2 separate regions of the Mus musculus genome follow, and region 2 is linked to region 1. Evidence: chromatin contacts called from public HiChIP or PLAC-seq data. All regions are on one chromosome and are shown on one strand. Each heading gives the region's core, a stretch centred on a gene start, on an enhancer-like site or on the middle of the called end of the contact. The rest is flanking DNA. Distances are from core to core; before and after follow the strand shown. Region 1 holds the start of Zfp280d (zinc finger protein 280D). Region 2 has its middle 5.0 kb from the start of Gm27230.

What was found. HiChIP or PLAC-seq counts read pairs in DNA pulled down with a chosen protein or histone mark.
Region 2: an H3K4me3 HiChIP or PLAC-seq map of the SCID.adh cell line shows a contact between it and region 1, with 25 read pairs. The contact joins the enhancer-like site here to the promoter of Zfp280d in region 1. A contact is called at or near these places in 1 of 39 promoter capture datasets (HPC-7-derived erythroid cells), 1 of 15 datasets of contacts at CTCF or cohesin (the NIH/3T3 cell line), 1 of 484 Hi-C or Micro-C datasets (nephron progenitors), 12 of 115 datasets of contacts at active chromatin or transcription factors (the 230-238 cell line, the SCID.adh cell line, bone marrow-derived macrophages and 7 more) and 4 of 9 other capture datasets (adipose tissue, liver, macrophages and 1 more).

Annotation. Positions count from the first base shown.
Region 1 is chr9:72,272,244-72,276,924 of GRCm38.p6, reverse strand. Zfp280d (zinc finger protein 280D) reads right to left here and starts at 2,037. Exons shown (of 22, transcript NM_146224.5): 1 at 1,896-2,037.
Region 2 is chr9:72,383,063-72,387,743 of GRCm38.p6, reverse strand. No RefSeq gene overlaps it. Among named protein-coding and RNA genes, the nearest start is that of Gm27230, 5.0 kb to the left of the region's middle. Within about 2 kb of position 2,788, at least 8 of the 459 cell types and tissues checked have an H3K27ac peak or open chromatin away from gene starts, as enhancers often do. A contact at or near this core is called in the SCID.adh cell line and double positive thymocytes, where this site is marked.

The sequences.
Region 1 (4,681 bases), core at 788-3,287:
CTAAAACTATGCCAGACTACATGCTAATTGCAAAAGGAACAGTTTCAATAGTCAACATTTTAACTGAGACTAAAGCTAGAATTACTAATCATATACTGTCTCCCCACTTTTTATAATATGAAGTGTTCCAGATGATTTATGAAATATTGTAAAAAAATAATTAAGCCTGAATGTATTCAAGTTTTTTAGCCCTAACTTTATGTACTAAATGCATTTTAGCAAATATTTTTCTTGGGTGTGACCATGGTATTCTGTTACGGTAGTATAGAGAAAGTGGCCTTTATCTTTTCTTTATTGATATACATATCCAGTACTTAGGGGTGAACTGTAACGTCTTTAGCAATCATTCACATATTCAGCAGACTGAGACAAAGCAAATGTGACAAAATGTTTACAAATATTCACACTAGGTGGTAGGCATCTGAACATGCTATATTCAACTCCCCAGTGTGCTTGGAAAGAACATGACCACTAATAACATCTAAAGATAACAAATGATCCAGAAATTAGAGTCTAATGGCAAACGGAGTTTCTCAAATGTGGAGGCCTGTGCCTCCTCACCTATTCTCAGGAACCTCACTGCAGTGAAAATGGGACATAAAATACTGAGGTGAGCTGAATGAGGAGTCCTAAAACTTAAGGTTCCGTAATGGCCCCGGTAGCCAAGCGTTCTCATCGTCATTTCTGAGGCTGACCTTCAAAACTGCTCTGCCAACAAAAACGTCTCCGAAAGTAGCCCAAGGTAAACATTGACACCAATGACAGATACAACCACTCAAACTCAAGGATGGCTTTAGTGCAGATGGTGGACCATCAAAAAGCACAAGGTCCTCCAACCCGGTCCCTTCACCCTATCAGTTACATCCAAACAACTTGAGTTGGTACAGTCATCTCTCAAAACAAGATAGCACACAGATGCCAAGGGAAGGGTTTTGTACCTTCAAACTCTTACTTCCATCGTGTGAATTTATGGTTAAGGGCACTAAAAGACGTCCAAGTATTTAGATGATTCAGTCCAAACTTGAAAATAAAGCCAAATGTTTAAGTATGGCGGACTATTTAAAAAAAAAATTTTTTTTCTTCGTGAAGCCAAAAGTCTCCATGCTCGCAGCAGGTTAACGTCCATTTTTTTCCTAGCATATTTCTTTCCTAACGGGTTACAAATGCAGGTTGGTCGTGAAAACACCATCTTCTTGCGCAGGCTAAAACCTCAGCGCGACCACTCGTTTGTGGTTTATTAAGTGAAACCTGCAACGCACAGCTGGAAAATCTGTCAGGCTCGGTTCTCCTCAAAGCCCTCCTCTGGTAGACAATAGCGGGGCTATGGCAGAGTGGGGACATTCCTTTGACAAGAAAGGTGGCTAGATAGGAGCGGTCGTCTAGCACAAGGTAAGGCCTCTGTGGCTGTTATGGCGAACGCCAGTGGGGTTCTGCTCTTGCGTGAAGAGTCGAGTGGGTTGGGTTGTGAGCTCGGGTCTCCGCCACACACACACACACACACACACACACACACACACACACCCGCGGACAAGGTACAAAGGACCGAGGGGAGTCGTCCCCCGAGAGCACAGCCGGGCTGAGAAAGCGATGGGAGGATCTGCGCGGTGGCGAGGCGACGAGGCGAGGCGACGGCTGGGCGGCCCTGTACTGTGGGCCGCCGCGCCGCCGGCCGCCTCGCCTCGTCGCGCCGGGAACCCTCCCGCGCCAGGCCCGGCAAGATGGCGGGCCCGGCCCCATGCGCAGCCGGCCCCTGCCCTGCCCGGCCCGGGCGCTCTCGCCGACGCGCCGCGGCCCGAGACCCCCACCCTGCGCCCCCGGAGTGCGGCGGCGCGGCCGCGCGGGAGGGCCTTCGCGGGCGGGCGGGCGGGCGGCCGCGCGGGGCGGGGGACGCTTACCGTGAGCGGAGCGGCTCGGCCTGACTGGAGCCCTGAGGAGGAGGAGAAAGAGGAGGAGGCGAGGGAGGAGCGCGGGCTGTGTACGCCGAGGCCGCTCCGGCTCCCATCGCGGAGCGGGGCTGCTGGGCGCCGTGAGGGGGGAGGGGGCTGTCGCGAGCCAGGGCGCAGTGCCTCATGGGTAGGCTCCGGGTTGGCCTCGCGCGTCCGCGCTCCCAGTCTTCCCGCCAACGCGGGAGGCGAGCGCGGCCATATGCGCCGTGCTGCGGACCTCGAAGGCCCGGGCCGGCCGGGCCCTAGCAGCCGGCGAGGACACGCGGGGACCGGGCTGAGCTAGGCCGTGGCGCTCATGGCCGCCTCAGGCCTAGAATTTGTAGGCACTCAGCAGTGAGTTCCATCCTTCTCCGTGTGCGAGGGTTAAAGGGCATGGGGAAGGGTGTGAGAGGAAAAGGAGATGAGTTTCCAGGATAGTACCACGTTGTTTTTGGAAAGTACGTTTTTGTTTGGGTATCTTTTTCACTCCTATTGTATGAATAGTAATCCGTAATTGGAGGTGGAAAAAAATGGCCGATGTATTTATAAGAATACTTCATCGTAAGTCGGATCTGTAAGGAAACAGACACCATGTTATGTCCGAAATGTAGATGGACATTTGTGTGTTTGAACGATGTCAGATTTTGTTAAAAAAAAAAAAAAGAAAGGAAGGAAGGAAGAAAGAAAGAGGCAATAAAACGAGGGCTGGAGAGATGTAAAATGAGTAAGAGCCCATGTTGCTTTTCTAGAGTGCCCTAATTTGGTTCGCAGCACCCCATGGTGGCACACAACTACAGTTCAGGGGATCTGATGCCCTCTTCTGGCCTCGGTAGGCACCAGACACTAAAGTGGCACACAGGCATATATACAGACAAAAAAACACAGATACACATAAACTCAAATACTATGAGCTACCTTCTATCAAATAGCCTCAGTGTCTATAGATACCAGGCTCTCGGCGATCAAAGCTTCTTTTATTCCAGTCTTAATTACTAGCTCAATACATTTCATACTTAGAGAATGGGTACAAAAGGTTTAAAGAGACCAGCAGATTTCAGAGGACAAAAGCAGAAAGCTGATACATATATAAAGTGAGTTGCAGATACTAAGGGAAGGGATCTGGGAACCCAATAGGAGGCCAGTGGAGCTAGGGCTGCAGAACAGGACCACAGGGGGCTAGAAGCCAGAGAGGAGCAAGATCCATTAGAAAGACAGAAGGAGGACACTGCAGGTGGGCTAAGCCCAGTATTGTGAATTTAGGATTTGTCTGCCTATCACTTCCTTGAAAGAGACACCAGGTGGTCAGGTGAGAGGTTAGCAATTCAGTCACCATCTCAGTGTTAGGTACCTATATTATTAGTTTTCTAACTGAACTTAGAGAATGAATCCATGTGCATAGAAAGGGGGGTTATTAGAATGACTTATAAGCAACAATGGCTGGCTATGGACAAAAAGTCCAAGAATTCAGTAATTGCTCAATTCAGGTTGGATGTTTCAGTGGGTCTTCAAGATACCCTGGAATTCTAAAGGAGTAGGTAAAGAGGGAGGTGTTGTATCCCTACTTGGTTCTTGATTGTGTCAATAAAAAGGGGGGAAGCCAATTGCTGGACGAAAGAAAAATGGTGGGACTTGCAGGTCCCAGAAGAGAAGGGACACAGGGAGAGAGGAATTTGGACCAGGATTTGGATGGAAAGGGAAGCTGAAGTCATGTAGATCTTGGGACACTTAGAATTATTGTAGCCTCTGCTGCCAGCAAGGACTGAGAAGGTTGTGGGGAGCTGGCTGATAGAATTGGGGCAGGAAATTCTTTACCCAGCTGTTGAGTTATCTGGCTAGCTTTAAAATAATAAAACTGTCTAATGTTTTCTATCCATGTAGCTAAGGTGGACAGGAGAAGAAAGAGGGCAGCCAGGGCAGTTGCTGGTGGAAGTTAGCCTGAGAGGGTTGGGGGAGCAATTGCAGCTCCTGGGAAAAATGACCAGCTGGTCATTGGCAGAGCTGAATGAGACTGGTGGTGGCAGATCACAGAGCTAAACCCAGAGAGGCTGGAGTGCAGGCTGTGACACCAGGCAAGGTTGGTAACAGGTTTTTAAAATTACACGCAACAAGTAGGCTATAAGGCTGAAAAAGTATAACCTAAAAACAAAATTCTAGGCCTTTAGGCCCAGGCTTAAGAATGTGACCTTTGTGACTCAATGCTCCAAGGCATGCTAATCATAAAACAGATAGCAACATTCCTCCACCCACCCACTTCCTGGGTTCAGGAAGCGTTCATTCAAAGAAAGTTGCCTTGACTCTTGCTGGAACCCGCTGTGCAAAGGTGCTATTGTTAGAGGCTCCTAGAAAACTGTCTTGACTTTCCACCACCTCATGACTCTTAACTGGTATTTTTGGTATTTTCCAACAACGCCCTCCCCACCTCCTTGAGTTGTGGTTTCTTCCTTTAAATACCCCCTTACCCAACTACTCGGGGTGCCAGGGGTCCTCTACCCCTGTGTGGTATATGACTGTGGGCCCAAAAGCGCTCTTGAATAAAAGTCCTCTTGCAGTTTGCAGCGAGACCGTTTCTCGTGAGTGATTTGGGGTGTCGCCTCTCCTGAGTCAGAATGTGGGGGAGTCCTCATGTTGTGGGTCTTTCAAGGCAAGTAAAGGAATGGAATCTCTAAGAAAGCGAGGACACATATAAACCCTTCTGCCTCAGTGGGGTAGCAGTGGTGCACACCTTTAATCCCAGCACTCACTCAGGAGGCAGAGGC
Region 2 (4,681 bases), core at 1,539-4,038, 110 kb before region 1:
ATAAAATTTTGTCTGTCTTAAATGTATTACTTAGAAATATTTTGCCCAGTTTGTGGGTGGAATTTTGTTTGCTTTTTTGTTTATTTGTTTGTTTGTCTATTTGTTTGTTTTTTGTGACAAAGTTTTTCTGTGTAGTCCTGGCTATCCTGAAACTAGCTCAGTAGACCAGGCTAGCCTTAAACTAAAGATCCTCCTGCCTCCCAAGTGCTGGGACTAAAGGTTTGTGCCACCACTGCTGAGCCACTTTTTGTTTCTTCAATAGTGTTTTTTAAAGAGAAAAAGTCTAAAATATGGCCCATGTGGTCATTTTTTTTCTTTTTTCTTATTTTTTGGTCTTTTGAGACAGGGTTTCTATGTGTAGCCCTGGCTGTCCTGGAACTCACTCTGTAGACCAGGCTGGCCTCGAACTCACAAATCCACCTGCCTCTGCCTCCCAAGTGCTGGGACTACCGTGTGATCAGTTTAAAAATGATCTGTGCTTTAGCTGTCTACCTGATAAGCCTTTGCCTAACTCAAAAGTTGCAAGAACCTGTCTGTGCTCCCTTCTTGAAGTCCACAGCTTTAGTTTTGCATGCAGGCCTCTGACTCCTTTGAGGTGATTTTGTGTGTGGTGTGAGGTAAGAGCTCATGTTCTTTAGCCTGGGAAAGAGGCCGATGAATGCAGACAGACAGATACATAAACAGTTCCATCTCTTAATGAAGGAGGACCACCTTTGCCCAGAGAATTGTTTTATAATGGTGCTCAAAAATAACCAATGAGAGATACTCACGTCTATTTCTGAGCTGTCTCTTCCTTTACACTGGTCTCAATATCATCTATACCAATTCTCCATTGCATTGATTTCTGAACTTTTGTAGTAAGTCAAAATATCAGGTAGTATGAGGCCTCTGCTTTGCTCTTCTTTGTAACATTGTATTTTTAATTTACTTATTTTTTTGTTTACAGGCTTGTTTGCTATTTTAAGTGCTTTTCATTTTCTTCTAAATTTTAAAATCAGTTTGCCAATGACTACAAAATATTCTGCTGGAATCTTTACGGGAACTTTGTTGACTCTTGTTTTTAATTTGGGGAGTATTGCCATCTGAACACAACTAACGCCTCCCATTCATAGTGTGGGTTAGGGCTCCATTGGTATAACTCGCTAATTTTCCCTGACAGGGGTTTAAAGTTTTCAACATGAAGATCTCACTCTTCATGATTCCTAAGAATTTTAGTCTTTAAATGCTATTGTGAATGGAAAGAATTTTTTTTGAAAAGAATTTTTTAAATTGCATTATTAAATTGTTACATTGGGAAAATAAATTAATAGGTTAAAAAAATAAAAGTAGGGGCAGAGAGATGTCTGGGTTGGCTGAAGCTTGTGCCACAGAGTCTGAAGACTTGAATTTGAGCCATGAGACCCACGTGGTGAGAAGAAGGAACCAGTTCCTCCCATGTTGCCCTCTGACCTGCTCGGGCTTGCTGGGCACACACGTGTGCCTCTCATACATGCAGCCCATATGGAAAAATTGTTAGATCTTGATACTATAGCCTTGCTAACCATGCTTCTTGCTCATATTTTTATTTTGCTTTTATTAGATTCCCTAGGGTTCTTTCAGAGAAGAAGGAAAATTAAGGTTCTTCGGGAGTGGTGGTGGTGGGGGTAACATTTCTTTATTACGATGTCAACCATAACTGCTTGAGAAAAGAAAACCTGAAACAGCATCAACAGAAAGAAACCAACCAACCCTGGGCCGCGGATGGGGGCTGGCCTAGAAGGAGGTGAGCTTAAGCTTTGATCCTCCTGACTCGCCTTCCCCCGCGCTGAGATGGCAGGTGTAGTCCTGCACTTCCTGTTTGATGCTTGGATTGAACCTACAGACTACACAAACACTAGGTACTGAGCTAAGTCATCAGCCCTGAGTTTAATCTTTCCTATAGACTGACATTCTGTTTTAGGGATAGTTTAAATACAAATAATCTATTTTACCATTTGTTTGAGTTTAATGTGTGGTTCAAAATAAACAATACCAGAGCAAAATAAAGTAAGACAAGATCCGCAGAGAAGGAAGCGAGCCAGAGAAGCCCCATCCTTCTCTTTCCCAATGAAAGCAGTTCATTCTCATCCTGAATATTAATTCCTGGCAAAGACAACTATTTAGCCTTATGCAAACTGACAGAAGAGAACTGTGTAGCTTGGTCATTTTTCTTATATCATATTGGAACTTCGTTGGAAAAGGCTGCTGCATAATCATACCGTTACGAAAGGTCACGTGGACAGACATCACACAGGTTAGGTCAAGTAGCTGTGTAACCCTCAGTGTTATTCCCAGTTGGCCCCAGGAAGTTGGCGAGGACGTTCTTACTGATGTCCCAGCCCTTTGGACTTCACTGATGCTGAGGTCAGCAAGCCTGGGAGTCTCCACCAAGCCCTCGTGCTCATTCATAGATCGCAGCGGTAACGCTGGGACTCTCTGGCAAGGCTCTGCCGTTTATTCATAGACAGCAGTGAGGTTGTGATATGAACACAGAAGGAACACAATTCTTCATTACTCTGGGGTAAATGACCAGGACTACAATCACCGAGTTGAGGCTTTAGGCATGTTCCTTTTATCGAGACACTGCCAAGCCGTTTTCCAGAGGGGTCTGCCCTGATACCTCCCACCGCACTACTTCCCACTCGGAGCAGGAGGACTCAGGTTCTGGTTGCCACTGCATTTTTAGCTGGGATGCTTTATTGTGGTTGGAATTTACAGTTCACTAGCGATGGGTGGTGCTGAGCCCAGTGCCATGTGCTTCTTGTCATCCACGCGCGTGCCTCCTGGATGAAGCGGTTCTTTAGATGGATATGATAGGGCTGTGGCTTCATGAGCTGCGCCGGAGACTGTAAACTTTTAGCGGTGTATCCATTCTGACTTAATTTGCATTAAATTGTGAATCTGAGGCTGAGACTCATTGCTTACACCTTGGGTGCCCATTCGTTCCATCGCTATTGAAAGGGACAACATCACGTTCATTGAGATTGGCTTTGCACGTTAGTCAGCACCTCGATGAATATATTTCTGTGAATATATCTGGCTCTCCTTTCTGATGTCATGAAGTCTTGATTGTTTTCACTAGTTCAGCTTCTCTTTCCCTAATAATTTCTGAAGAATCTAACCTGCTTCTAAAACACATCTTGCTGAACTGTTGATAAGAACCAGGTATACCTGCGTACAAATCCAAGGAGGATGGATGGACTGGGTTACCGCTTCAAGTCAGGACCTGCAGCCTGACTCTTGGTGTGTCTGCACTTCCTAGTTTTCAGCCCCTAAGTCCTATATATGCCTTGTTGGGATTCTACCTAAGTGTATTTGTAAATAAAACTTTATTTTTAAAATTTGGTGTTTGTATGTCCTTTTTTGGAGTATAGTAATAGCTAATTTGTTGATATTCTGAAACTTTGTTGAACTCAGATTAGCACTTAATGGGATAAAGACACTGGTGTCTAAATCCCACCAACAATCATTACTATTAAGTAAATCTTTATTAAGCTTATGGGTTACCAAAAAAATATTAAAAAGTCGTTTAAAAAATTTTATACTTTAAACTACATATTGAAGAAATGTTTATTTTATTCATGCCATTTTTACATTTAAAATATCTGTTACTTCCCATATTTCCTTCTTTAAGACTTATGTGTTTGTGCCTGAGTGAATGCTTGCACACCCTGGGTATGCAGGCATTTACACAGGCCAGAAGAGGGCATAGGATCCTCTAGAACTCGAGTTACAAATAGTTGGGAGCCACCCCACCGTGTGAGTGCTGAACACAAGTCCTCCAGAAGAGCAGCCAGTGCTCTTAACCACGGAACCATCACCTCAGCCCCGAGATTTACTTTCCTTTTAATTATGTACATGCGTTTGTCTGTAGCCCTTGGAAGCCATCGGTGTTAGTTAGACATCTTTGGGGCTGGAGTATCGGCTACCAGGGTGACTTGGGTGAATTGTCTCTCCAGTGCTACTAGCCATGCTATTGCAAAGATTGAAGAACACGAATTAAAACTCAAGACGGAAGTTTTTAGTGAGAGAGGAAAGTTATACAATCCGAAGAGAAACCGGAGCATCGGATGTTCTCACAGGGCTCTTTTAGCTGTCTCTTACTCTTGAATTCATCTCTCTTGGGTAAAGCTCTGGTTTCATAGCCTATGAAGGCCATCTTTACTCACAGATGGCTTGAAATGAATGACCTGTTTCTTCCTGTAATTACAGTCATTATCATCTGAAGTTTTACTACACGTACAGTTGGCTAAGGCATAGGTTGCCTGAATACGACTTCCTGGAGACTCTGTCTTTTCTTTATTAACCCATACTTGTCCTATACTAAACTCCCATATTTGTGGGACCTTATTGATGGGCTGCCTTCTACTCCATTTATCTTCTGTTTGGATATTAATTCTAACTGTTGATAAATGAGTGTGCCTCAATTTATCTTCTGCTCAAATCTTATGAGACAATGAGGAATTTCTCAGCTTAGCTTGTCTTCCTTTCCTTTCCTTTCCTTTCCTTTCCTTTCCTTTCCTTTCCTTTCCCTTCCCTTCCCTTTCCCTTTCCCTTTCCCTTTCCCTTTCCCTTTCCCTTTCCCTTTCCCTTCCCTTCCCTTCCCTTCCCTTCCCTTCCCTTCCCTTCCCTTCCCTTCTTCCCTTCCCTTTTCTCTCTCTCT